Regions from separate parts of the Mus musculus genome. Here region 2 is linked to region 1. The links are chromatin contacts, called in public HiChIP or PLAC-seq maps. All regions are on one chromosome and are shown on one strand. Each heading gives the region's core, a stretch centred on a gene start, on an enhancer-like site or on the middle of the called end of the contact. The rest is flanking DNA. Distances are from core to core; before and after follow the strand shown. Region 1 holds the start of Clgn (calmegin). Region 2 overlaps Clgn (calmegin).

Region 1 (7,254 bases), core at 4,109-6,608:
AAGATATCACGATCCCTAAATTTCCACTTACATTATTTCACATAATGTAGCTTAAGTATATACAAAATTGGACATTTGATAATGGTACAGCCAGAAGTGACTTACATCTAAACACTAAAAACTGAGGGATTTTTAATCATACGTTTAACGAAATAATGCTTTGCCAAGTCAAGTCCCATACTGGGGCAGGCTGTCTGCTGAGGACCAAGTTCTATCCAACTCATCCTTTTTAAACTCCCACAGTCATCACCTGGTTATCTGACCGGATGTCTCTTCAAATAACCAGAACTGCAGTGTTCGAGAGCAGCCAAGGCCGAATGCAGCATGTTGTCCTCTTAGCAGAAGTGCTTAGCTTGTGTAATTATGTTCTCATGGACTCTCATCAGCATATACTAATTCAAAATTTCTCCCCAGGTGCCAACAAACTTCCAAATGAGTACTGTTGGGCACTGAGATAGTTCCATGTCATTGATTCCAAAGGAGTCATACAATAACACATCCTCTCTCCTTCCTCTCCCTCCTCCTTCCCCTCCTCCTCCTCATGTATATGGGTCTACTTAAGAAGGGTGGGCCTGGCAGAGATGGCACTACAAGTACCAAAATGGCTGTTACAAACAATGATGACTGAAAACCACACAGACTGGAGGAACTGAAACCCTCACACACTGCTGAGGTACGGCAATGTACCATACCGACAGCAGTAGGAAATAATGAGGCAGGTTTCAACATGTCCAGTGATAGCACTCACGAACAGTCAAAATAAATAAAGCCTAAATCCTCACAAATACATAGATACAGGTCATAAGATACATTTCGTGTATCGATTCAAATGTGGGCCAACTCAAATATCCATCAACTCATGAGCATACAGACATAAGTTGAAGCCCTCAAACCCTGGGGAAACATCTAGCAACAGAAGGACAGGAATGCTGAAACACAAAACTATTATGCTTAGAGAAAAGCCAGTTATGAAATAAATCATAAATGTTGTACCATTTCACTTTAAAGAAGCCAGAAAACCTACAGAGCTGGAGAACAGATGAGAGACCAGCTAGTCAGGGCTCAGGGAGAGAGCTAGAGGCTTATCCTTTGAGGGCGATGAAATGTCCAATATTGGAATCTGGTAGTGGTTACCCAAATCTATAAATATAATTACACAGATTAAGCACTTGAACTTGATAATATACACATTACATATCATTAGAGCAGTTTATGATACAAATCACAAAAAGCATTATTCTCCTTAACTACTTCAATGGATACAATTTTTTCCTGAGATCAAAACTTTAGATGACTGTTCGAGCCAGATGACCCCTATTTCTTCTAAAGGTTGGTAGCTACCACCCTAATGTTTCCTTTGGAAATACACATTTTGAAAACCACTAAACAGAAATCTACCTTAATAGGAGCTTTCTATACTCAGGTACTGCCATTTTTATGGCCAGAGACAATACACACACACACACACCATAAATAAATGTAGAAAAAAAATCGATATCACTTTGAAACCATGTTTTCTCTTTCAAAATAGATTTTCAGTTTAAGTTCTGGAGAGTTCACATTGTCAACTTGACAAAATCTAGAATCACCTAGAGAAAAACTTCAGGGCAGGCCTGTTCATGGGGTGTCTAATTGTGTTAATTGAGGTATGAAGACTCATCTTAACGAGGATGACAGCATTCCGTGGGCTGAGGCCCTGAACTTAGGAAGAGGAGAGAGTGAGCTGAGGACCAGCTCTCTACTCCCTGACTGCAAACTCTGTGTGAGCAGCTGCCAGGCCTTTCCAGTCACAATCGACTGTGTCCCCTCAGACTGTAAGCCAGAATAAACAAACCCTTCCCTCCTTAAGTTCCTATATCCAGTATTTCTGTCTCAGCAACAAGAGAATGAACAAAGGAACAACTTTCCTGTCCACTTCACCATACGCTGATTCTGCTTTCAGTTTCTGAGGACCTTCACATACTTTCTGCACTGGCTGTACCCAGGGGACCAGGGCTGTCTGCCTCCCCAGCACGGGGCTTACAGGTGCATGTCACCACACTAGCTTTTCTTCTTCTTCTTTCTTCTTTCTTCTTTCTTCTTTCTTCTTTCTTCTTTCTTTTCTTTCTTCTTTCTTCTTTCTTCTTCTTCTTCTTCTTCTTCTTCTTCTTCTTCTTCTTCTTCTTCTTCTTCTTCTTCCTCCTCCTCCTCCTCCTCCTCCTGCTCCTCCTCCTCTTCTTCTTCTTCTTCTTTTTTTTTTTGTTTGTTTGTTTTCAAGACAGGGTTTTTCTCTGTGTAGCCCTGGTTGTCCTGGAACTCACTCTGTAGAGCAGGCTGGCCTTGAACTCAAAATCTGCTTGTCTCTGCCTCCCAAGTGCTGGGATTAAAGGTGTCAGCCACCAAGCCCAGCTCTTCTTATAAACTTGAGTTTTAAGCCCTGGACTAAAGTCTGAGGTGCCTTTTTAACATATCAAAGCAGACCTGGCCTCCAGGTTTTCCCAGCATCCCTCAGTCCCTACCCTATGCTCTACCCTGAACTTTCCAGCCCAGGGGCTGAGCTGCCCTTTCACCAGAGACTCTTCCCGTTGGCCTCCTGGCTGCTGGTCCTGGTTCCCCTCTCCTCTCTCCTTTTTCCCCTCCCTGCTCTCCTCACATGGCTCAGGGTCCTGAGGACTCTGGATTCTCTCAGTTGTCTCTGCCTCTGGCTAATCTCCCTCTTGTCTATGGGAATCTAGCTCCTGCAGCACACCTAGAAACAGTCATGTCCTTTCCTTTTCTCCTTATTTATTTATTTTCTTCATACACTGTATATACTTTTTGTTTCTCTCTATGAAAGCTATCTGAGGATTCCCGAACCTTACTCACAGTTCAGAGGTCACTCTTTAGCTTTGGGGACTTATTCGCCCTCAAAGACGACCCACCACCTTCCTTAATTTGAGCTTGCTCTTTCCCCAGGATTGAGAAATGCTTGTTATTGTGGCCATTGAGATGGCTCAGACATCTGAGCTTGCTGCTAAACCTGAGGACCCAAGTTTAATCCCCAGGACCTACATAGTGGGGGGGGGGGGGAAGAACTGATTCTTAAAGCTGTCCTCTGACCTCCACATGTGTGTCCCAGTACTCGACCACCCCACAAATAAATGAATAAATATATACATACATATAATTTTTATTTTGAGACAGGATTTCTCTGTGTATCCCTGGCTGTGTTGGAACTCACTATGTAGACCAGGCTGGCCCAGAAATCAAAGATCCGCCCGCCTCTGCCTCCCAAGTGTTGGGATTACTTTAGTAATCACATCTGGTTTAATAAATGTAATTTTAAAAATTGTAAACACGCTGTTCTGTGTCTTTAATTCCCTTTTCAATTGGCACCACATGTAGTCAACCAAATGGTTCCAAATGTATGAACTTGGGCTGGGAACAAGAACACAGCCAGAACGCTTGCCTGTATCCCCAAGGCCCTGGGCCCCCCAAAACGAAGCAAAATAGACAGAATATAGTCTCACTGGTCCCCTGGGGTGTGAATAGGAGGGCATTTGTGGAATGAACACATTTTGATCCCTCAGCCTTCATTAGGGACCTAGCCTTCCTGACAGATACTAGTAAGTTGTTGTTCAGTGTCATGTCCACTCCTGCTAACCTTTATAACCAACCCCTGCCATCTTGTAAGCCTGGTGTTTGTGAGAAAAAAAAAAACAATTCTTAAATTAGACTCTACTTTAAAAAATGTTTAGTAATTATGATCATATACTGCCCCTTCCATGACTCATTCTTTCATTCTGAATATTTGCTATATATCTACCCATCTATATCGATATCTATCTATACACACACATACACATATACTTTAATTACATGTATGTGTTTCTCTTTTGTGGTTATGTACACGTATGTGTGGGTGCCAGAGGAGGCCAGAAAAGGGCATTCGAAAGCTCCCTGCCCTTGATACCTTGTCACTAAGTGACTAACACTGTTGTTCAAAGGACAACTGAACTGGTTCCCTTCTCTGGGCCTCTTGTCACCCATGAGTTGAGAGAAAGTCCTATCAAAGCTGACAGTTCCTGTTTTCTAATTACATAATAAAGAAGGAAAGTTTAGTAGACACCAAACAAGCCCAGAGCCCTGAGCCCCCACCTGCTAGCTGCATATCCATCAGCACACGCCACCATTTACAGACAACAGACCAACAAGACCAATCAAAACAAGACAAAAAAGACTATCTTGAGTTTAAGGAACAGGATCAATGTGTCTGGATGACCAAACCAACAGACTGTAGACTAGAAAATGGTCAAAATTACAATTACCAAAAAAAGAGAGCTACCTAGGGAGATGTCAATTTTTCAGGGCAAGAAAAACAACCATGATTTACTATTCTGTTTCAACATAAATTAATCTTCGTCAGAGATATTGAACCATTGACCACCTAATTTTTAAATTTTTGTTTTGCCTAATTTGTTTATTTCTGTTTATACCTTCGGTCTCCAGCTCCCAACTTCCTAGCCTTTTGCTCTTTAACCCCAAACAAACCCCTGCATAGCTTCTTCCTCCTGGGTGGGGCAGATGCCACTTAAACTCAGCTAAAGTATCTGACTGATAGTAAACAGGCTTTAGATAATGAGACTCTAGTCATTAAGGTTTTCTGGATTCAACACAGGGCCGGTTACTCCCCAATGGCTCCTGTTAGGCTCCACCCAAGTGTCTAGGGAGTGGCCAGGATTCTCTGGCCACCTTAGCCAGGTTTGAGCGTGGGGGTGGGGGAGGTAGGGTTCTTTGGCTTCACAGAGAAGTGGGCTGCAAATGTGCCCAGGTTGGTTTTGTTGCATTTTCTAGAAAGATGCGAGAAGAACTCTCCAGGGATTGTGGTAGAGCTTCGTGGAACCGGGCCACACAGTGGCAACAGCAGCTGTGGCAACCGCTGGGATAACGGACTTGAGAGAGGCGCCAGGCTGGGCAGGGCAACCTGGCCTTCCCCAGTGTCAGGGAAGCAGAAGGAGGACCCAAGGGACTCAGGGTGGCGTCTCCCTCCATCCAGGGCTGATCTCTGTCCCCGAGGTTGGCAGAGCCCACCCAAGAGTCTAACTCCCACATTCATCCCTGAACTCATCCTCCAGCCTCACCTGGCCGCACCAAGCTAAGCCTTCTTCTAGTCTCAGAAGAGGATGCTGCGGGGCACCTGGATCCGATTTCTCACCCGGTCCCCAGAGAACAAGCCGCAGGAAGGCGGCCCGCGGTCTACACACCTGTCCTGCGGGCTTGTGTCCAGCAGCGGCAGCTCAGGTGTCCGACTGGCCGCTACTTGGTGCCCGGCGTCTCCCCAGAGCGATCCCGCCGGCAGCCGCCCAGCAGCGACTGCTAACTGCGCGTGCGCGAGCGGCCGCGCGGGAGGATGCAGGATGCAGAGGCAGCCCCAGTGCGCAAGCGGCCCGCTCAACCGCCGCTCGGGACCCAGCGGCCGCGCGCCTGGGGGGATGCGGTCCTTCCAACGTCAGTCCCTCTCTGGAGCTCAGGCTGCTGGCTCTGCAGACTGCTCAGTTCTTCGTGTCGCACCTTAATTGGTTCCCGGATGGATGATGAATAGATGGATGGTTTTGGGTTTTTTTGTTTTTCTTTCTCTTGTTTTGTTCTGATGACCTTAAACTTTTTGATCCTCCTTCCCTTCTTCCTGACTTTTGGATTTGCAACGCCACACTGTTATGCAGTAGTGATTGAAGCCCTCTTGGTGGGGTTATGCAAGCTCTGTATCAGTTGATCCACATCTTTTGTTTCCTCAATTTTATCTCAACGTTTTTAAAAGAGTGCCAGGGCAGGTGTGCCAAATTCATACGCTGAAATTTCCCTCTATATTTTTGTGTTTTAGTAGCTGATTGTTCATGGTTATCAACCGGGAAGCTTCCTATTTCACACATGCTCCTGGCTTGCTATTACATTATAAATGAAACTGTACATTTTCATTTTGTCAGTATTAATGTTAATAATTTGCCACAGACACATAATTGGTTTTTTATTAATCTTGAACACTCCTTGAAGGCATTACCTGCTTTTTTCTCTGTATGTTTACAATTCTGTATATTGTTTGTATCGTCTTAATTTGTGTGACCAAACTTTGAGTCTGTGTAAACGTTCTGTTTTCTGTTCATAAATGTTTGAAGTCTGCCCCTTGATTTAGGATCTGTCATTTTTTTGCTTGACTCAACTTTACTGTGGTTTCAATACAGTAATTTTAACTAACTGTCTTCATTCCTTATTAGGCACAAGCAACATTTTTAAAAACTTAACACACCTCCATCCAAGAGTCCATCCTATTTAGGCATAGAGTCTGTTTTATCCAGTCACTGTGTACAGTTACTGTGGTACCCAAATTGTCCTAGGTTTAACTGAAGGAGGTGTGAAGGGTTCTTTGGAAAGTCAGTTGGGTGGTGTTTTGCTGGGACAAACACTTGAAGGAGCATCTTGTTAAAGTGGACATAGGTGTGAAAGGCTACAGCAGACTCGTGAAGGAATGTTACACTGAAGCAGACACAGGAGAGAGGATGTTCTGCTAAAGCAAACATGTGAAAGGACACGTGATAAAGGATTCTTCGCTAATGACATATGTATTGGTGTGCCTTACATTGTGTAGTTGAGCTGTGTCTGTCGGGACTCCATAGAAACACATTAAAGAATTGTTGGTAGTGTGTTGTAGTTTTTGTTGCTTTTGCAGACTTGGGCTGATTGGCAGAGTGATGTCAGCTGAGACAGACGCACATGCTAAGGCAGGACCTGTGGAGGACACGTGATGTTTAGAGGGAGTATAAAAAGGACCCAACTAACAGTGACAGGGGTTGAGCTAGGCTTGCTTATCGAGCTAGCTGTGCAACATTTGTTAGTCACGAGTCTTTGTTGGTCTATGCTTGGTTGAGAGAGGCATAGTCAGAACTTTTCTTGGTGTTCCTCTTGGTCCCTCCTGCTGACTCAAGCCAAGGCTGAGGCCTGGCTGTCTCTGCTAGGTCATGCCACTGCTGTCGCTAACCTGACTCTACTAACCTGGACTGCTGGTGTATCTGTGAAGTGTTTGCGAGTGGATCGAGCTGCCGCTACTGACCTGTGACTTGAACTGTCCATTTCTAGACAGCACAGAAGTTGCTCCAAAGAACCTTTCTGGATAGGTTTATTGCTCCATATCTTTTTTTGTTTTGATTTGTTTTTTTTGTTTGTTTTTGTTTGTTTGTTTGCTTTTTTAAGACAGGGTTTCTCTGTGTAGCCCTGACTGTCCTGGAACTCACTTTGTAGACC
Region 2 (6,772 bases), core at 2,821-5,320, 34 kb before region 1:
ACAAACCCCAACTCATAAGAAGTTCCATAGGGACTCAGTACTAAAGTCATCCTCTGGTCTTCAGGTGGACTTGAATGGCCTTTCAAAGGGTTGACACCTGGTACTTAAGAGTAGAAAGTTCTTCAATAAAGTATTTTAAATACAGCAATACTGCTGATAAGGTAGTTTGTTTGGGCTCCCACTTCAGATGCAGCTCTGAGGGTGACCTTGTCAGCAGGAAAGCATGGTAAAAAGACATAGTGGCAGAATTGGATACAACCGTTAGAATCCCACACCAATAAAAGAAACCTTTCCAATAATGAGCCATACGGAGGATATAATTTAGATGGGAAAAATATTTAAATTTCATTTCCAAGAGCAGTGAGTGTGCACCCAATTTGGTGAACGAGGTAAGCCACTGGGCATGAAGTGGCTACAAGAGCTTGAAAAAAAAAGTGTACGTTATTTAGTTTTGACAAGCCTATTATCTTGTAAACTATGCTTGCATATTTCCCGGTGATGGAGTGAGTGACTCTTAAACAGCCACTCAGTTGACACGCCTGCCAACACAGCACCTCTTCAGGGAATCTCTAAGCTAAGTGGACTGACTTAAGAAAAGTGTAACTCAAGCCAGGGAAGTGTGGCTCGCTCACACACTCTTTATAGTGCTGACAGCATTGAACGATCATTCACGGACTCTTATCACCTTCAGCCTGTACAACAGAGCAAACCTACAGCTCAGGATAAAACTAACCTGCTCCTTTCTGCAGATGAGAGCCCAGTAGCAGGTGTTCCAATACCAGGTGAACAAAAAGCACATTATTTTTTCTCCATAAAACCAAAACGACCTTCCTTCCAGCTGTTAAGCTGTAACTTCTAAGGAGACGAATCTCTTGGCTCTCATGTAATGTGCCACTTTTCTTTTATTCTAAATTCAAAGACCAGTTAACTTCAAAGTTACTTCCCCCCACCCCCCAAAAGAAAGATAGAAAGAAGTGTCTGAAAGAGTAACATTGCTAGATACTTAGAAAGAGTTTGTGCAGATGCGCAGTCACTGTCCTTCTGGACACCCTGACTCTAGATGCCCGATCTCTCTCTCTCTCTCTCTGGGATTTGCGACCCTTGACGCTTCAATCCTTCCGTACCCTCCTCTTCCGCAATGACTTCAGTGGGGCATCTCCAGATCCTGGGCTCTCATCAGCGTCCTTCATCTGGAAAACAATGAATGCTGGGAATGTTTCTTTTCATGTAATCTGTAACTGTTGACAACAGCAGGCTTATTCTGCATTCTTTCAAATGTGTGTGCTAACTGTCCAGTGCTGTGTGACACAGGCTCCTGTACTTCACAAAGATGCCTTGGGGTTTTAATTGTTTACACTGGCCTGATGTCTCTCCCCAAATAACCCTGCTTATCAAGTAAGCACGTGACAAAGAACACGAGTATTCGCCCCACAGCATTATTTATGACTCAGAACATGGTCTCAATCTCATAGGAAGTAGTTGTGTGATTTCCACTGATAGAGACTTCACCTCAGGGGCTCTGTGAGTAAAAAATCCTAAGCTGGTTTTACAGAGACCATTTCAGAACTTCTGGAATGAAAGTTTCCAACGAAATGAGGAGAGAGGTAAAAAGGAACGCGCGGACACTTCCCCCTCTCTACTTTCAGGATGTGTTTGTACCTCAAAGCAAACTTTAAGAGCAGAGTACATGCACGAAGACATTATGGAGCTACATCATTCACAATGCAACATTCAGACCAATTTCACAAAATGGTGCTACTGAAAAATAACTTAGCTTATTGACAAATATACACAAGAGAACAAAATGGCTAGAGGGTGGATGGGGGCAAGTCTGCCCGCAGCTCTGTGCTTTCCACAGGAGGACTGCATTTTATATACTCAGCCATCTCTGTCCATCTCTACAATAGAGCTACGGTCATTTTCACCAGTGCAGTCTACCTTTACATTGTGTGTGGTGGGCACAGGTGACCTGCTCCTCCATCAGGTGTCCAGGTAACAACATGTCAGCATTTTTCTGCCTTCACTTACAGGAGAATTGGAGACAGGGAGGCCGGGAGAAAGCTTGCTCCTGTCCTGTGAGGAGGGCTCACCTCATCCTCTGATCCAGATTTACTCAGCTTGCTCACTTCCTCTTGACCTTCTAGAGTTTCTCTGTCTTCCTTACTCTTCTCTTCCGGTTCACCAATTACTTCTGGAATACAGATTTCATTAAAGGCAGAGACATAACATAAAAGAGAACAAGTCCTTATAAAAAGTAAAAACTTACTTTGCCAAGAATTAGGTTTGAGGAAGCGGAAGTTTGAGGAAGTGGAAGCCAGCATGCGCTAGCTACCTCTGCTTTCCTCACGTTTGCACACGCGCAGTGCTGGACAGTGCAGAAGTGCAAAAGTGCCTTCTAAAACAAGGCCCCTTTGATATTTAAGTATTCCCAAATTAGTTATTTGTGAATGCTCTCTAAAGTAGGCAGAAGCATCAATATAATGCACTAGTAAGTTAAAAAGACTGAGAACTTACAACCTAAATTTACTTACACACACACACACACACACACACAGAGTTCTTCTTAAAGAACTTAGTCCTGTGCTTTGTCCTCTGACTTCTGCAGGTGTTCCATGACATATATGTGCACACATGCATGCTGCCTTTGAGTCACCCATGCACCGTAAGGAACCCACTGTTCATCAAGCTAGGCTTGGGTGGAACTGTGTGACTGCTGTGGGTGCCCCGTCGGGTGAGGGTATGCCTGGGCACACAACTGTGCACACACTGCAGCTCATCTGTGCTCTCAGAAGCACAAAAGCCTGTGCCCTAAGGACGAGCAGGGCAGACATGGTGACTGCTCAGAGGGCTGTCCCTCTCAGGGGATGGCTAATCACGCTCTTGATGTTCCTGTGCACATCAGACCCAGAGCAGGGCAGACAATTCTGTCAGCGCTGGCAGCAGTGCCGGGGCCGGGGCCCCAAGTCACAAGCACAGTCTTACCCTTTTCCACGGTGACGACCTCAGCTTCACCTGGCTTCTTTTCTTCTTGCACATCTTCTGGCTTCTCTGGGGCCTTCTCCTCCTCTGCCTCTTGTTCCAGAGCGGCCTTGCTTTGCAGTTTGCATAATTCAGTTTTTTTAGGTCCCGTGTCTTCATATTTTTTCTGTGGTAGTTTAACAAACGCTGGTTTTACTAAAAGCTAAGCATTAGTTTTATTTTATTTTATTTTATTTTATTTTAATTTTATTTTATCTTTCTTTCTTAGTGCACAGACACTAATTATTGAAATGGACAATGCGTGTCCTCTCCATTAAAGTGTTTATCTACCTGGGTTTTTTTTGTTTGTTTGTTTGTTTTGTTTTTTTGTTTGTTTTTGCACTAACTGATGAGGTGCATAATAAACTCGGTAAATCTTACAGGAACCTGACTGAAATCATTACGTTCGCATTGAATTCATTACACTGCTTGATCCACACAACTCTGGAACACAAGCAAATCTGAAAAAACAAAGTTGAAAACAAGGTGTTTTCTTTACCTTTACTTTCCTTGGCCAACAAAAGGAAGCAACTAATGCAACGGGCAAGCCGGCCATCACCAGGTACATGAGCCAGAGCCAGGGGCGCTCCTCTGCGGCTATCACCAGCTGTCGGAGTACACCAGGCTGCGGGAGACATCAGCATAGAGGTACAGACTTCCACAGATTATGTACATCTTTCACTCTCTCCCAGTGCACACACGCGCACACACACACACACACACACACACACACACACACACACACACACTGAAAAAGACACCTTTGATAATATGTTCTGTCAAAGAACTTCCTGATAAAGTCACTCAGGGATCATTGTGATTTCTTTTTCTTTTTCTTTTTCTATGAACAATTTCACAAGTGGCCCTTGGGTATGAATTTTATTTTATTAAAATAAAATCTGAGGCCACAACATATTTCACTTGTAACAGTCAAGTGTCTAAAGAAACCAACTGGTCGTGGGCAAATGGTTCAGTAGATTAAAGTGCTGACACCCTCATACTATGCCGGATGCAGTGGCCTGTGATCCCAGCGCCCCCAGGGTGAGGTGGCGTGTGGAGTCAGCAAGCTCACAGGCCAGCTAGCCCAGAGCACACAGCACAGCAGTGGAAACAAACACAGTAATGCTGACGTTAGGTAACTTGGCATTTCTCTAAGTAAAAATAGTTGGAATGGGTACAGATTCCTGTTACAGCTCTCAGCCTTGGCAGGCTGACTTGAAAGCGCAAAGACGGCTTTTTTAATGTTATAAACACAATTGGACTTTGAGTCTCATTAGGGCTATTATAATTTGAATTCACCATGAAGTCTATGCAGAAAACCTCGATATTCTGTCTATAAGATGTATTCAAGTCCCTTTCCTTGGCATTTAGTAGTTACTGCATCGGTATCACCCACAGCCAGGAGTGAGTCCCCTGAGGCCCACCCACAGTTGCATAACTTGTCTGCGGTCACTGTCGCACCTCATTAGCATTTGCCACCATTATCTTCAGTTCCCAGCCATCTGTAGCCCACTGATCGGCCACCTCCTTTTCTGAACAGATGATAAAATTATCAAAGTAGATGTCAGGAGTCATGGACCAAAGCTCTAAGCCCAGCGCACTGAAAGAAGTCAGGAGGAAGGGGTGGTCATCCTCAAAGTAATCTGGGTTGGGAATCTTCTGAGGACTCCAGAGTCCCTGGGAGAAGGAACAAAGGAAGACACTCTTAGAGAAAGTGATGCCATTACACAAATAAAAAGGAGCGGAAGAGGAAGCCTTTTTAAAAAATATTTTTTATTACTACGTATTTTCCTCAATTACATTTAGAATGCTATCCCAAAAGTCCCCCATACCCTGCCCCCCACTCCCCTACCCACCCACTTCCCCTTTTTGGCCCTGGCGTTCCCCTGTACTGGGGCATATAAAGTTTGTGTGTCCAATGGGCCTCTCTTTGCAGTGATGGCCAACTAGGCCATCTTTTGATACATATGCAGCTAGAGTCAAGAGCTCTGGGGTACTGGTTAGTTCATAATGTTGTTCCACCTATAGGGTTGCAGATCCCTTTAGCTCCTTGGGTACTTTCTCTAGCTCCTCCACTGGGGGCCCTGTGCTCCATCCAATAGCTGACTGTGAGCATCCACTTCTGTGTTTGGTAGGCCCCGGCATAGTCTCACAAGAGACAGCTATATCAGGGTCGTTTCAGCAAAATCTTGCTAGTGTATGCAATGGTGTCATCGTTTGGAGGCTAATTATGGGATGGATCTCTGGATATGGCAGTCTCTAGATGGTCCAGAGGAAGCCTTTTATAAGGGATGGGGAGATGGCTCCGGCGGTAACATGTGTGCCCCTGCGTGAAGGTACAGGAGCTGAGTTTAGTCTGTAGCACTGTTTAAAAAGTTGGTGCTGTCAGACAATGGCTGTAATCCCAGCCCTGAGGAGATGGAGGCAGGGGATCCCTGGGATTTGTTGGCCAGTCAGTCTACTCGAGTCAGAAAGATCCAGGTTTACTGAGAGACAGTGTCTCAAAAACAGTAAGATGAAGAACAATCACAGGCACTCGCACACGCGAGCACATACACACACACTCACACACACACACACACACATACACTCACACACATACTTTCTCTCTCTCTCTCACACACACACTCACACACACTCACACACACACTCACACACACACACACACATACACTCACACACATACCTTCTCTCTCTCTCACACACACTCACACACACACACACACTTTGTGATAAATGAATGCTATGAAGAAAGACAGTAGTGAAGAATTAGAATATACAACCACATTTGTGTGTGTAAACCATCATTCTATCTCTATATCCCTTCCTATCTGTCTGCTCTGTACGCCAGACTGGCCTTAAACTTACAGAGATCCTTCTAACTCTACCTCTCGAGTACTAGGATTAAAGGTGTGTGCTACCACGCCCAACAAAAGATGCTACATTCATTTTTTTTTTATTGATATGTTATCTTAAAAGACTGTTGCTGTTTGGTTTTACCCTAGGGGTCTGTGCTATTTATTTAGTCTCTGGTTCCAGGTCACACAAGCAATACTGGGCATGGGCTCCTTCTCATGGAGTGGGCCTTAAGTCAGATCAGACACTGGCTGGCCACTCCCACCAATTTCTGTGCCACAAATGCCCTAGCATATTTTGCAGGCAGGACAGACTGTAGGTCAAAGGTTTTGTGGCTGGGCTGGTGTCCATGTTTCTGTTTCTGTAGCTTACAGTGTACCTTCCTGCACCACAGACTAGAATGTAGGGTGGGGACTCCAGGTAGGCACCAGCGCAACCTCTCCATGTTCACAGGAAGTGTCTGGGTACAATTCTCTTGCCCCCATTCTCCCACCCCCACCCCCATCAGCTTTCAGACAGCAACGCTTTGCAACAGCCTGGCTTGTTTAGGGAGTTCCATGGGATCTTCTTAGCCAATGACTCAATTGAATGTGCCCTGCTCTCACCACTGGAAGCCTTGCCTGGCTACAGAGATGACTAGTTGGGACTCTGTATTCCCCATTACCAGGACCCCTCACTAGGATCACCTTCATAGATTCCAGGAAGTTTCCACTGCACTAGGTTCCTATCCCTCAAGTGGTCCCCCAATCCCAGCCATCTCTCCCTTCACTCTCTGTCTTTACCTCATCACTCCCCAATCTGATCCCCACCCACCCGCAGTCCACCCATAACATCTATTCTATCTTCCCCTCCTAGGGAGATCCATGTAGTCCCTCTTTCCTAAATTAGTTGGCTTTCT

The links. HiChIP or PLAC-seq counts read pairs in DNA pulled down with a chosen protein or histone mark.
Region 2: a contact with region 1 is called in an H3K27ac HiChIP or PLAC-seq map of microglia, with 3 times the contacts expected there. The contact joins the enhancer-like site here to the promoter of Clgn in region 1. A contact is called at or near these places in 2 of 39 promoter capture datasets (the 3T3-L1 cell line and hippocampal neurons), 3 of 484 Hi-C or Micro-C datasets (embryonic stem cells, olfactory sensory neurons and pachytene spermatocytes), 1 of 115 datasets of contacts at active chromatin or transcription factors (microglia) and 3 of 9 other capture datasets (adipose tissue, liver and pancreatic islet).

Annotation. Positions count from the first base shown.
Region 1 is chr8:83,387,946-83,395,199 of GRCm38.p6, reverse strand. Clgn (calmegin) reads right to left here and starts at 5,358. Exons shown (of 15, transcript NM_009904.4): 1 at 5,100-5,358. It overlaps Gm32377 (a long non-coding RNA gene), which reads left to right and starts at 5,711. Exons shown (of 5, transcript XR_878991.3): 1 at 5,711-5,789.
Region 2 is chr8:83,420,944-83,427,715 of GRCm38.p6, reverse strand. Clgn (calmegin) reads right to left here. Exons shown (of 15, transcript NM_009904.4): 11 at 4,480-4,695; 12 at 3,518-3,643; 13 at 2,983-3,145; 14 at 2,091-2,191; 15 at 1-1,190. The coding sequence ends at 1,110. Among named protein-coding and RNA genes, the nearest start is that of Scoc, 18 kb to the left of the region's middle. Within about 2 kb of position 4,070, at least 23 of the 459 cell types and tissues checked have an H3K27ac peak or open chromatin away from gene starts, as enhancers often do. A contact at or near this core is called in microglia, where this site is marked.